Linked DNA regions of Drosophila melanogaster: region 2 is linked to region 1. The links are chromatin contacts, called in public Hi-C maps. All regions are on one chromosome and are shown on one strand. The core of a region is the stretch at or near the end of the contact, and the rest is flanking DNA. Distances in the headings are between cores, read along the strand shown. Region 1 holds the start of lncRNA:CR45054 (long non-coding RNA:CR45054). Region 2 holds the start of cwo (clockwork orange).

Region 1 (6,871 bases), core at 3,107-5,606:
AAATTTTTTTACTGGTGGCTTACAGTTTTTTTCTGTGTAGATGAGACCACACTGTGTGTGCGAAAGAGAGCGCCTGATGTTTGCTCGCTTTTTATTCGATTGCCAGTGGATGTTTGCCGCCGCCGCTTTTTGTTTTTATGGTTCGTACTTTTCGCCTCTCCTTTCGCTGTATTTGGTTCCTCTGCTTTTTGCTTTTTGTGCTGCTTTTGCTTCCTCTTTGTTTGCCGCCGCACGTGTAGGCGTCTCTTTCTCACCAAACTGGTTTGCCACACACACACTGACGCACACAAATGCAGTTGGGTACAGCACAGCACTATGACAGCTACGTATTGCCAGCTCGCTCGAACTCTCGGCCCAAGTGCTTTATGTACAACTAGTATCTTAACCTTGAACTTGAAAAACACACACGCATACAAGCAGAGGAGAGAGAGAGAGAGAGAGAGAGAGCGACATACTGAACGAACGTCGACAGAGCTTTTGTGTGTGTGTGTTACTCTCTCTGCATAACTCTCTATGGACATCTTTTCGTTCTCTGTGTTGCCCATTGCAGCTTACTTGATGCATACGTAATATGGCGAACACCTGGGCCGAGGCATCATCTTCTTCTAACCTTATTTAGACTGCCCACCACAGTACCTCCCTCCTAAAAAATACACCCCTTCTAACAACATCCCCAAATAGGGTATAGATGCCCTCTGAACTCGCATACAAATGACGCCACTAGGCAATTAAAAGTGCACAGAAAAAAAATCTCCTAAACAATAAATTTTTCTCGGAATTCATAACAATCTATATAGGAAACTTGAATCCTTTATGGTAAATAATTTGCGATTATAAGCAGTTGGTAGATTTATTTATAATGTGGAAAATGTTTGTTTGGTCAAATGTATCAGCCTTTTGATTGTTCAACATATTACTTTTATATTACGTATACGCAATGATCATCGACTATGTCTGGGGAACTAAATTAGATAGTACTTTAAGTTGACTTCAATAATTTGTAGATAAGTAAGCTGGAATGTTATCAAAAGCAAAGAATTCTGATAGATAATATTCAAGCACTTACTATTCAAAGGAAAGCTAAATTGGATTTGAATAAGTGCAATTGGTTGAAATATAAACTGAAAATAGTTTTATTTCATCATTGCTGTGTCACAGATCGTAATCAGCCCATCGATTTCCAATGATTTTCCTTTCTGTGTACCGTGAAGATGACTTTGCCTGCCCCAACTCATTCCATCCCATTCCCATTTTCATCCACATACCCGCTTCCGTAATGAGTGTGGGCTGTGCGGTGATGGGGCGAGAGTTACGTAAACGAATTTCGAAATCCCATTTACCCACACGAATACGTATGCAGATGCACACATCGATGAACTCGTATCTTGTGCAAACAAAAGCGGCACGCAAAGCTAAACTCGAGTCAAGTTCAGATACAAAAATATCGCATTGTGTAGGTTTGGCTGTGGTTTTTCACTGTGAAAAGGTGGTGGCGGGTAGGGGAATGCCGGGAAATTGCACTTGGATCTTGATTGACTACGAAACTGAAGTTTATAATTTCACAGAGATGCTTACCGCAATGGGCCGATCGTGTGTCAATAGATAATCTGAGTCACACATATACGAGCCACATAGAAGCGCCGATCTGCTGATGACACGTGATGCAATCGGAAATCAACAGGCTGATTACTGACCGATCGTAAATCTACAAGTTATCCGAATGCTCAGCAATTCCATGAACAGCTTGGTAGTAAGCACGCTTTTTACGACCCATTACATTGATAGATGCATTATAAAGTTATATAAGGCAACCGATTGTCGATCTCTTAATCTAACTAATAAAACAAAGGCGTATCTAAAGAGTAGTTACTTTGATATTCAACAATTATACGCTTAGTAAAATTTAATTGTTATGCCTAGTTTTAGGGCTTGAATTTTGTCTACAAGCCCATTTTCTGTCACGCTGGTAAGTATTTCTGTTTTAAACTTTCAATTTGTTTATAATTAAATCAAAATCAGAACCGATGGAGAGTGCGATTCCATGAGCGACAATTGCCAGCAAATTAGTGCCTAATTGTTTTTGCCGAGTGAAGTCATAAACAACTTGGGAAGCTGACAAACAAAATGGCAACACACACACTCACGCAAATAGAGCCATCATCTTTTCGCGCAAAGTTCCTCAGAATCATAATTCCCTTTGGCCAAATTCCGATTGGGTTTCGTTTGGTTTTTGGTTTTTTCTTTTGACTTGTATATGTATAAACGGAACTGTTTAGAAGCTTTTTCGCATTTGTTTTGTTTATTTTCGCTGCCATTGTGGCTTTTTTTCGCGATTATGTATTTTTTCTTGGGTTGGCTTAATTTGTGTTGTTTATGTTATAAATAAATTTTGATATTTCTGCAAATTCCGTGCAAAGGAAAACAAATGATTGGGAGAGATGGCCAAAACACATTGAGTGTCATTGTGTGCGTGTGTGTGTGTGTGTGTGTCTGAAAGAGAGAGAATTTTTGCAAACAGGGGCGTATGCGTGTTTTTTGCCAGTCGGGGTTAGCGATTATTCTTTAAAGAATATAGACATATTTCTAATAAATGCCTAGATTGAAAAACACTGGCTTACGTTGCAACAAAATTAAGTACCTAATGCTGTTTTAAATGGGTACTACGCATTCTAAACTACCCATCCCCTTTTCGGCGCGCCCCTGTTATTAAAACTTAGCTTTTAGCAATTGTTGACTGTATTTTCCACAATCACGGAAAGCGGTGGGTGAGGGGGACGCGACGGGGGTGGCGAATTGCCTTTGATGACGCCGTCGAAAAAATGTTAACTACGACGCAATTCAGTTTACTCACATTCTGTTGTTTTTTGCCACATTTCTTTTTGTGTCTGTGTTTGCCGATACTTTTTGTTTTTCCAACATGCACTTTGTTCGGATTTTCTCAGGGCAGAAAAACGGATTTTCCGACAAGATATTAATGCGTCACTTTTCGGACACGAAGCAAACTTAATTCTCAGGCGAACTTTAATTCTTTAAGTTTTATATTTGGGTTTTTGATTATCTTTATGAATTATTTATTGAATTGTGCTTGGGTGCACAGGCAACAAATGCGATCGGTTGAAGGCACCGCTGTTCAATGTCGCCGCTTTTTTGTGAAAGTTCTCGCCTCTGCCGCGGCGCAGCCTCTGCCAGCGTCGTCGTCGACGTCGACAGAGTTTCTATCTACTGGCAGAACACTCTCTGCCCTCTCTCTCTCACACAGTGTGATGTTTCGTCAAGTTTTTTCGATTCTTCCTGTTCCTGTTTCTTGGGCCTTCTACTTTTGCCCTACTGCCCCACACTGCCCCTCATCGAAAACCCGAAAGGCACATGTGATTCTCTTCGCAGTGGCCTTCAAACTGGCTTGGCTCTCTCGCCAGCTCTTGCTCCACTCTCCACCATTCTTTCATTCATTATTCTCCTCCCCTCATTTCTCATCCCTAAAATGTATCTGTATCTGCGCACTTTTATCTGTGTTTGCAACTCACTTTTGCTTTTTGCGAATTCCTGTTTTTATTGCGACGCTTTTTCTAGCCGAAGCAAAACAAAACAAAAGGCTGAAAAACAATTTCAAGGGTTCGGGGGGACTGTGAGATCCTCATCCCTTGATCCTACCGAAAAGCTTTACAGAGCTTTCAAAGTTCGAACAAGGAATAAGAGTACATGGACATTTTTAACTGGGTTTGGAATGATTTGGTTCTTTAGAACTTTAGATACTGATAATAAAAGGAAACAAAAAACTATTTCTAAACAAAATAAAATCACAAATGTATGCAGTTTATATAGTAAGTGAAAAATGGATGACGAAATGGCTGACTGTTTTAAATACTTTGTAAAACAATGCTCACCTTTGATGATCCCAATTGATATTTTATTAATTTATTGCTTCACCGACTTCTTCTAATTGCTTTTTAATTCTTGTATCTTCATGTAAAAACTCACTTGTTTGAGGCACGTATTTAAAATAGTTGTGAAATGCGCTTGCATTCTTATATCAATTTCGTTATTTACTTCCTAGTTTTTGTAATCACACAATAGAATGCACTTAAAAGGATTTAATTTATGTTTGGCGTAATTACCAATTCGTGTGTTTATCTTCGATTTTTTGTGATATGACACGCACTTCACGTAGAATTGGGCACAATTAATTTCCAATTATTTTGCATTGTATTTGCTTTTCCATTTTGAATGGGTTGGTTTTTAACGGATTCAATTTCGCTGTTGATGTCATTTGCGTGTCTAATTTGTAACAAATAATGTAGGGATTGTTTTTTTTGAGGTGGGTATTATATGCAGTACTTTTTGCTGTGTTCAGAATTCTTCTGCTTCCGATTGGGAATTTTCTAGGAATGGAGCGTTGTTGGCAGCTCGCCTGCCACACTTTCAATGCCAACGCGCAGCCCAGCAGAAAATGACAGAGCTGTCGTTGTCGCCGCTAAAGCCCGAAAGCTTCCGAAGCGAAGAGAGAAGAAACGAAGTGGTCAAAGTGTGGGAGAAGAGAAGAATGGGGACTAGAAGAAAGCAACGTACATATGTATGTATGTATTGAAAGGAGCTGCGCGTCCTGCTGCCAGAATTAAAATGCACAGATATATGTACTTGCATACATATTGCATTTGAAAAGGAAACTCTGACAAGCTCAGCTCAAGTTCAAGGATGTTATGTAATAAAGTGAGGAGAGAGCACAGCCTGAAGTGGTGGTAGTGTAAGTGCAAGTAAGCAGCTCTCTCGCAGTAACACACACATAGGCAGGTATTCCTCATCTGATCCCCTTTCGCTTTCTCACTCGCCCTCTCTATCGCCGTCTCCCTCTGGCCCAACCCCTTCCCCAACGGCATCCCTTTTTGCCTTTCTTGGCATGTACTTGTAGTTTAAGTTGTGCAGTCTGCCCTGACGCGCCTCGCTTACTGCCGCACTGGTACAGTGGTCCCTCGCTAAAGCTGGTCATGAGCGGCAGGGTTACTGTACCATTGCATGTGGTACTTAAAAATGATCTTTACCCAATAGGAAGATTAGAGTTATGACAAAAAATAAGAAATTTGCAGATCCTTATAATTCCCACCTAGATTGGATAACACCTTATTAATATTGATTGCAACAAAAATTGTTTGTAAAGATTCTCCCCCAAGGTTGCCCACTGTATATGGATGCACTGAGTGCGCTGTGTATCTACTGGTTCTGGGCTTTTCGGTTCGTGTTCTGGGCCTGGGCAGCGAAATGTATTGTATATAATTAGCGCATTTATTGACTAACTGCCGCTTGCAACACAAAATGCTCGTAGTGATAGGAGGGAAATACAATAATTACTTGGCTTACTGGCCCTGCAAAGTGTACGGATATTTGCTGTCATATGTATTTCTGACGTGGGTGGGACCTTCTAATACCTATGTACATACATACATATGTACTTTGTGCATGTGATTTCGATTTCGATTGACAAATGTGTGTCTGCTGCAATTTTCCACCGGCTAAGCCAGCCCCCCAAATCTGCATCCCCACACAGGGTGTGGTTTCGTCTCTTTCTCGCCTGCTGCAGTCATCTCTTTTGCTCACCCATGGTTCTCTCTTCTAGTAGCACAAACAAGCTGGCAATTCGATTTTAATTTCTTAATTGAATTTGTTTGGGGCCGCTGGTGTATGTGTTGGTTTTGCGAGAGACCGAGAGAACACTGCCCGCCATGTTTGTTTAATTGTTTAATTTAATTAAATGCGCTAAGTGCAACTCTTGCATACCTAGGCACTTTGTAACGGTCGCATATTTTCAGGTAAATATATTTCTGGCGATTCATGTACATATCTGTATCTATATCATCGGATATATGCAACAGATGTTAGTGCATGTCGGGCTATACCAATGCAGCTACAGATACGGATACAAATACACACATGCGACTGCACTGGCGCACTCCGAAGCTTATATGGTGGTACATATATACCCCATATACAAATATATAACCACTCGCCCGATACACACACAGCCATGGCTTGCACTTCCACAAACACAGTTACCGCCAACTGTTAGCGCCCAGTTTACTCTGCGAAAGCGTTGGAAACTTTTCTATCGCTGACACTGTGGGGAAATGAACAAAATTTCATTACGGATTACGAGTGAATTTAGTTACGAATAGAAGTTGTCAAAGAAAATTAGAAAGGGTCTACATATTTAAGAGTACATACAGAATACCTAACGGGATTGAAATAAAAAAGTTGTTGTTTTAACATTTGTTAATGAACATTAGAAATTTATTATGAAAAGTACCTGATTTTTACTTTACTTTATTTTTATTAATTAAATTCTTATGATCCTTTTTAAAATTACTTTTCGGAAAATTCAAATGTTGCTTTCCTGAGTTTTAAATCGACTAAACTCAAGAAAAACTTAAAAAAAAAATGTTAAATAGGAAAAAGATAATCGAGTATGGCCAAAATGTCATTTGCTTTTAAAAATAATCCTGGGCTGTGCTCAATGTTGCTCGAAATCAGTTGCTGGCCTGTAAACCATTTTTAAACGAACAAAAGTATTTATATCCCCTGCGAAAATATACATTTCCTAATAGTGCTTGCTGTGCGGACCGAGCTTAGAGCGCATCTATTATAGAATGTGTATACTTTGGGGAAAACTGTGGCAGAGTGGGAGGGCAACATTTCGCCAGCACTGTGTAGGTAGCTGCTGATTCTGTCGATTTTGCTTCTGCTATTGCTGCTGCTGCAACAAGCGCCCTTACCCTTCCCCTTTTTTTCAGCGCATGACTGTAGTAGGTGACCTTGACAGTGAACTTGAAATATATGCTACAAGGATTCATTCTGCTTGTGTGTGTGTATGCGTGTGAAACGC
Region 2 (7,107 bases), core at 2,214-4,713, 300 kb before region 1:
ACGCAATAATAAAGGTAAAAAATATAGCCAATTAATTCTTTCTTTTGTATTTGCTTATTTCTACACTTTCGATAGTTTTTGTTAGTTAATAGATTAATTTCGCAGCTTCTATCTTGTATCTCCTGTTGATTTTTTTGACGTGTTGTCTTGCTGAACATCTGTGAGTTCATGTTGTGCAGGAAATCCATTTGAAGTCCCTGCAACACAGACGTAGCCAGCAAACAAACACACTTTTTCAGAGATCTCATGCTACTCCAGATATGGAGCATCCATTGGATAGGAATGGTTAGCTGTTAATATCACTAATCACTGGGTCAATGTCTTCAATTCGATGGCGTCGTTGTCAAGATCCCGAAATCGAAAACAACGAGAGACAGCTGAGTAGTAAATGCGATTGTGGGGGTGTATTTTGATTATTTTGCGGGGGTTTAGCAACTGTCTCGTCGTGCAACAAACCCGAGATCTTACTGACGCTTGACAACTCTGGACACTTTATAGATACATATATAGATACACATGTGCTTATAGATAGATAGATACATTTCGGTTTGGAGAGTAGCGATTGTGCGTCACGCCCGTTTCGCTTTTTATCGCGTGTTTGCTTATCTCTATTTGTGTTTTCTCTCTGCTATTTTTTGCTTTTATGACTGACTTGGGTGTTGATTAAGATGGCAGCGCGTAATGCAAATTATAAACACTTCAGCCGCGACGAAGACGCGTGTTTACCCCAAGTGCCATATGATAAGGACGCAGGGCCCAACCGAATTTAAAATATTTATTTTGATTACTTTTTTTAGCGCTGATGCCGTGGGCAAAGATACACCATTATGTTTAACCAGTTCCGTTCATTAATGATATTTTTTGGGATAATTAAACCGGCTAGACTCATAATTGAGCGGCACACGTGACGTATACGTAATCATATTTGTTCACAAGCCATGAGCAGCTTTCCCCCCAAAACCGTAGTGAAACCAAAAACCGAACTGGAAAAAACCCGACTACGAAACGAAAACATATCCAAAGGCCAATCAAATTGGGGACCTGAATATTTGATGAGCGATTCATTCGATTAGCCCTTGTGTATTTATAGAGGAAAACGTTCCCAGGAGCACCGGTGGCGGTCACCGAAAATAGCCAAATATAAAGCTCAATCAAAAAACACAGCCACAGAACCAACAGAAACCTGAGCGAAACACAAAACTTGTTGACCTTCAAAAGGACACGGCCCAACGCGCCACCCAAAAGCTAGAAAGGCCACCCGAGCACGTGAACAGCACCCTACTCCACGCACTAGATGGCCACTCAAAGGAGTTGGTTGGGGAGCATAGACCCACGCTGTTGTTAACTGATATTTATAGCCACGTTTGGCCGTTGACATTTAGCAGACAGGCGTAAAACCCCTAAGCACCGTGATTATATTACTCATTTGCAGCGCTGGCCACACCACTTCGCTTGGATTATTAATCCCCACTCTGGCCACACCAACGCAAATCGCACTTTTTTCTGATTCCGCTCGGACACGTTTAAACGAAATTCAAGTTCAAAAATACAAACTCAATGGAATGGGAGATTGGGGGGATTGGGAGACTCACAGGGAAAAAATCAACGAAACATCACGTTTTGCGAGTCGTGCGTTGGATTTTGTTTTGTGTTTTGCCTTCTGGCAAACACGAAAAAATAAAGATGAAATAAAGCAAAACTAAAGCACCCATCTCGGCCAAGAATAGCCTCTCGACAGTGTCTGCCCACGTTTTCTTCGCCCGATTTTCGCGTTTGTTTTGCAAATGCAAAACGCTTTCTAGCTCGACGGCTAAAAATACGCGGCCCACACATCCCAAAACAGATCCGAATGGTCCACACCCGATCCTGACATGCACGCACATAACGATTATGAGTTATAGAAGAGGAGGCGGAGACTTAGGCTTAACCACTAGAAGCGAGTCTTAGATACACTAAACCATTAAATAATTCACAGAGAAAAGGTATCACAAGTCTTGGGAATCTAAATTAGCAATATGCTTATCCAAAAATTTACGGATTGTTATTTATTTAAGAAAGATTCATTTGGTTTAATTTGTCGTTCAGATACGGATAAAACTTTAACAATTTTCAACTAATTGGAGAGGGCTTTCGGATTGTTGCACATTTTGTGATAAGTTTTCTCTGCGTGCTTAAGCTAAACGCGCACAGGTGAAAGTGAGTGGTTCGATTTAGTCATTGGATTGGATTTTATTTGCTTTCGACTTGCAGCGGGATCTGGCGATCTGTGCTGAGTATACCTACCTCTCATACTTGACCGGATGGGCGGCATGTCCGTTCGTCTCGTTCCAATAGGGCTCCATGGTGGTGCCAATGGGGCTCCTGCTCCTCGATCCACAGACGGAACCGCTCCGCACGCCTCCGCCTCCTCCTCCTCCGGCTGCTTGCACTGGAAACGCACCGAATCCGCTCCTGGGCAGTGTGAACGTTTTGTGGAGCGCCTGCTGCGTCTGCTGCTGCGTCGACGTGGTTTGCTGCAGTTGCGGTGGAATGGTGGAAGTGCTCCTCCTTACGTCAGTGCAGAAATAATTGTGAGATAAATGCCGGGGCGAATTTATGGGCGAGCAAACAGGTTGTCGAGTCGACGGCTGTGCGGCGAATTCACTGCGCGGCGAGTTACTTTTCTCTTCAAAGCTGAGATGAGATATTTTTCTTTCGGGTACTTTTTCACGTTTCACGTCCCGGATTTATATTCGAAATTTTAGAAGGGCATTACGAAGCGGGGTGTTTATTTATGTTGGAACGAGTGAAAAATGCTGATAAGTGTGTACCGCCTGTTTACTCTTTTTCGCTTATCACTGGGTGTGCGTTTGCTAGTGTTTGGGTGCGATAACGATAGCGATAACGTGTTTACTCCTCCTCCTGTTTTTCTTTCGTACTTCTCCTTCTTCTGTTACTGGAGCTTCAATTAAGGTGCACTTGTTGGAACAATTCCTCCTCGTTCGCGGTATCCACACAAAAAACAACAGAAGAAACGCAAATAGTGTCGGAAAACGTGATTGCGCTGCGCGGTTTTTTGTTTAATTTTTGTTTACACGTTTTTAGCTTTTATCAATTTTATGCACACACTGTTATTTGTTTTGTTAATATATATGGTACATGAATAGAGCCACAGAAAACAATAACTTCCTTTCGTTTCACAGTGGAATTTTACCAGCCGCCTCTATATACACACACACACCGATATAAATATATGTACGGGCGAGCGAGCAACGTGATGCGTGTGCGTGTGTTTCACTATTAAAGCACGTATATATAGGTATGTATCAAATTTGTTGTTGCCCCTCCAGCTAATTTTGCTGTTTTTTATTTGCTCTCCCTCTTGCCTTATTTTTTTGTATTCAATTTTTGCACTGTCACGTCACCCGCACCGAACTATTTCCCAAACGTCTGTTCGCGACAAGAGACAGAATCGAAATGAATGAATAAAACTCGCTGGCGGCACGAGACCCCAAAAAAGAGACGAGAGAGCGCCAAATTAATGACGTGCACGCCAAAGGAGAAGAGAGAGCAACATGTGTTGTTGGGAGAGAGAATAGAGATAAGGCTTTTCGTGTGCGGCGAACGTGATTGCCACAGTGGGACAGAAACTCAAATTTTATTACCACAAATTCCCCTGGGAGATAAGCCCAGGGGATTCCTACGACATGATTGGCAAATTTGACAGATTGCCTTTGTTTAGGCAGGGGATATGTTTAGCAGCAAATCAGGCACTAAAATATAAAGTAAGTATACAATTTTCAAAAATCAAATGTTTATGAAATTTGTTAATTTACATGTATCAACCATTAAACGTAACTATTGCCTACTTTAAGGGTAACAACTGGCATACAAATGTATATGCCGACATACCATAATATGATTATATTTCAAGAGACCTGCTTTTAAAGGGAAGTTTTTATAAGTTTGAAATGCATTCTAAGGCAAAATCGCAAAATACCCGATTGGCTCCACTGTGCAGTCGACATTTGGGGGCTTGATGACTAGACAACACGTACTCGCAAACTCACGGCACTTACAAAACCACAAGCAGCGTTGTTGTTGTTGCAGATATTCATAAATGAGTTGCGTGTGAATTATATACATACATATGTACATATATTTATAAGCATTTAGTTTGCCAAGCCGATACCAATATGGTTATGGTTAACTTTAAGTGCACCAATGATTCTCAAGTACGAACTCTGGAGAGTTACCGTTACAGTCTCGGGCTACAAACAATATAACATGAAACCGAAAAAAAAAACAAAAAGAAAATTTATGTGCATATATACTACGAATAACTAAAGAAAACAACGACGCAGAAGCTCAAGGCGAGCAGCAACAACAAAAGTCAGCGGCATACAATAAAACACGTGAAACGTGACAAATTCCAAAGCGAAACAGAAGTCAACTGGGCGGCGGCTGCGTGAGCGAGAGAGAGAGCGCAAGAGAGCGCAAACTGATAACCGGCGCTTGGCAACAACAATCCCAAAGCAAACAACACTCACATATACTCTCTACTCGGCCGACATTTTGTTTTTATTACAGAGCGCAACAGTCGCGACTTTTGTTGTTGTTTCTGTGAGGGCTTCACTTTAAAAAACGAAATAATAATCAAACGCTACATTGGCCCCCTCTCTCTCTCACACTCTTGATCCATTTGCTTTTCGTTTTTAATCGAGACACGTTGAAAGTGGCAAACTCACTAAAAAGTACAAAAAAATAATAATAAATAACAACTCAAAATTCGTGGCGCATGACGTAATTTCTCACGCGAGCCGAGCATGTCAGCGATTTGGCACACACACAAGCGCACATCTACACACACTCACACGCACACCATTGCAGCACTCAGGTTTGTTGTTGGTCACGTGTTGTTGAAATGTTTTCGTATTTACAAAACGCTGTTGTTTTTGTTTTGCGGTTGATTCGGATTTAAACAGTTCGAGCTCCATAACTCGAACTAATATGCTATATAGTTTTGCTGGAAGAAGTGTTTAATTTTATCGCGAAAATACCAACGATTTCTTTTTTCAAACAAAGGAATTTAAAAGCGTAACTAGTTTTTATAACAAACCTTGTCCAATATTTTAACTTTAACCAAATTTCAAAATATTTGAAAACCTTTTAAATTGATAGTAATAGTTAGATAAATCCATATTTTGCAAGTTTTAATCACACTTAAGTTAATTCGCGTTAATCAGTGTTTACTGTGCTTCTTTGTGCTGGGCTTTCCAACGTGTTGATTGTATTTAAATGTCTCTCGTCTATTTTTAACCGCCCCAAAGGTCACACCAACACAACGACAGGGTCCGTAAGCCGTACTCCACACTCCGTAAGCCATAAATCTGGTAAATGTGATCTGCGATGACGGATGACGAATAACTCAGACGTGTCCAATTGGGCACTGGGCTCTTGCATAAGAGCGGAGCTTGTTTTTGTTTTGGTTTCGGCATTTCGGCGATCTCTCGCTTTAATTTCAGTGCGGCACGTGCATCTGGTGTCGCCTTGTACGGCGTTATGTATACGCCCCGTTCGGATGTTACACATACGACCGGTTGGTTGCTTGCAGGGCACGTGCAAAGGCACAAAAACTGGCTCGGGTTACTCATGTGCCACATTCTCGTAATAACGCGTCACCCCCTCCCCGCACTCCGTGCAATCTTATCGCACTTGTAATACATTTACTTGCTCACATGCTCCGACGTTTTTTTGGTCACGTGTTGTTCATCGAAATTGTTACGTAGTTCGGTGAATTTCCACGAATTGAAATGCAATCAAAGCTGGAGTGCGGTGCAACTGCCGGAGAAATTTATTCGTTTTCATAATGCAGCAAATGTGGCTAAAATGGAGTTGAAACTGTGTGACGAGCCCCGTGCACTTGCGGAGTGCTTACGTGTTTTCTCGAGTTTTCCAGCAGCTTATCTATCTTCGTCTGTATTTGCTGTTTACCCCGATTGCATGGCTAAAGTTTAATCACGAAAGCCGGAGGAAAACCCCAAACGACAACAATTGCGACTGGCGGACCTGGTAAAACTATTTTTAAGATACTTTTGTAAGCACTGCATTGGGGAATCGGCTGTGAAATGAAATGGAATGTTAAATAGAAATTAAATAAATAAACAATGGAAATAGAAAGACTATTGCTTACAGCACGGAACTGCTCACATTCCAATTGTGGGTTAGGAATTTTGTTATATCTTCGGTAAATAAATTCTTTATTTTTAATTAAGAAATATTTTTCAATTCAGTTTGGCCAATTAAATATTTGCAAATGTATAAACTATATATGTATAAAGCATCTCACCAATATTAATTTTAGATAACTTTATGATATGATATATATGATAGAAAATAAATGGGAACAACTTATTAAGCTATTTATTCCACGGTTGCCCAAGCCACGCACCCAAACGATTATGACAACCTCAAATATTCGTAAGGAAACGCACACCAACTCATGCAATTTGCACCTTCAATTAGGACAGGTGCGAGCGGCATTGGGGCGATCAGCAGACCAACTAAGGCCTAACCGAAAAGGGGGTGGAATAGTTGGAGCATGGTGTTATATGAATTGCTGTATATCGTAGAAGTAACAGATAATATGGGTCTACTACATAAAAGATCTTGAAATACATAACTTATATGGGCGCTTATCAGCTTGCAAAATTTCAATTTCAAAGTCGAGGTGAAATCAAGAGCAATATAACGACAACGAACCAAAATAAAGAAACCCCTGATAAGAGCGATCTAACCCAATAAAAATAGAAATAAAAGCTAAAATAATCTGAAATAAAACCGAACTGGAACGGGTCCGAGAGCTATAATATATTTGAACACAAATTGCGATTGCGCTGGCGGTGCTGATACTTCAATCTCGTTATTTCCAGTGCTGATGTTGTTGTTGTTCTTGTTCTTATGTAGATTAGAAATCTCGAGAATTGTTTATAAAAAGTCGAAGAGTACAGGGACAGGGGCAACGACACGTGCGCCCGCAGCTGGACAACTAAAAAAAATTCCCTTATATATAGATACTATATGTTGTATGAATGAATAAAACTCGCTGGCGGCACGAGACCCCAAAAA

Evidence for each region. Hi-C and Micro-C count contacts between places; a contact is called where the count stands out from the background.
Region 2: a Hi-C map of the Kc167 cell line shows a contact between it and region 1, with 4 times the contacts expected there. A contact is called at or near these places in 2 of 107 Hi-C or Micro-C datasets (the Kc167 cell line and the S2 cell line).

Annotation. Positions count from the first base shown.
Region 1 is chr3R:10,080,866-10,087,736 of dm6, reverse strand. It overlaps lncRNA:CR45054 (long non-coding RNA:CR45054), which reads right to left and starts at 4,356. Exons shown (of 2, transcript NR_125127.1): 1 at 3,885-4,356.
Region 2 is chr3R:10,384,614-10,391,720 of dm6, reverse strand. It overlaps cwo (clockwork orange), which reads right to left and starts at 3,463. Exons shown (of 4, transcript NM_080036.3): 1 at 2,284-3,463. The coding sequence starts at 2,342. lncRNA:CR44938 (long non-coding RNA:CR44938) reads left to right here and starts at 4,336. Exons shown (of 2, transcript NR_125128.1): 1 at 4,336-4,876; 2 at 5,310-6,227.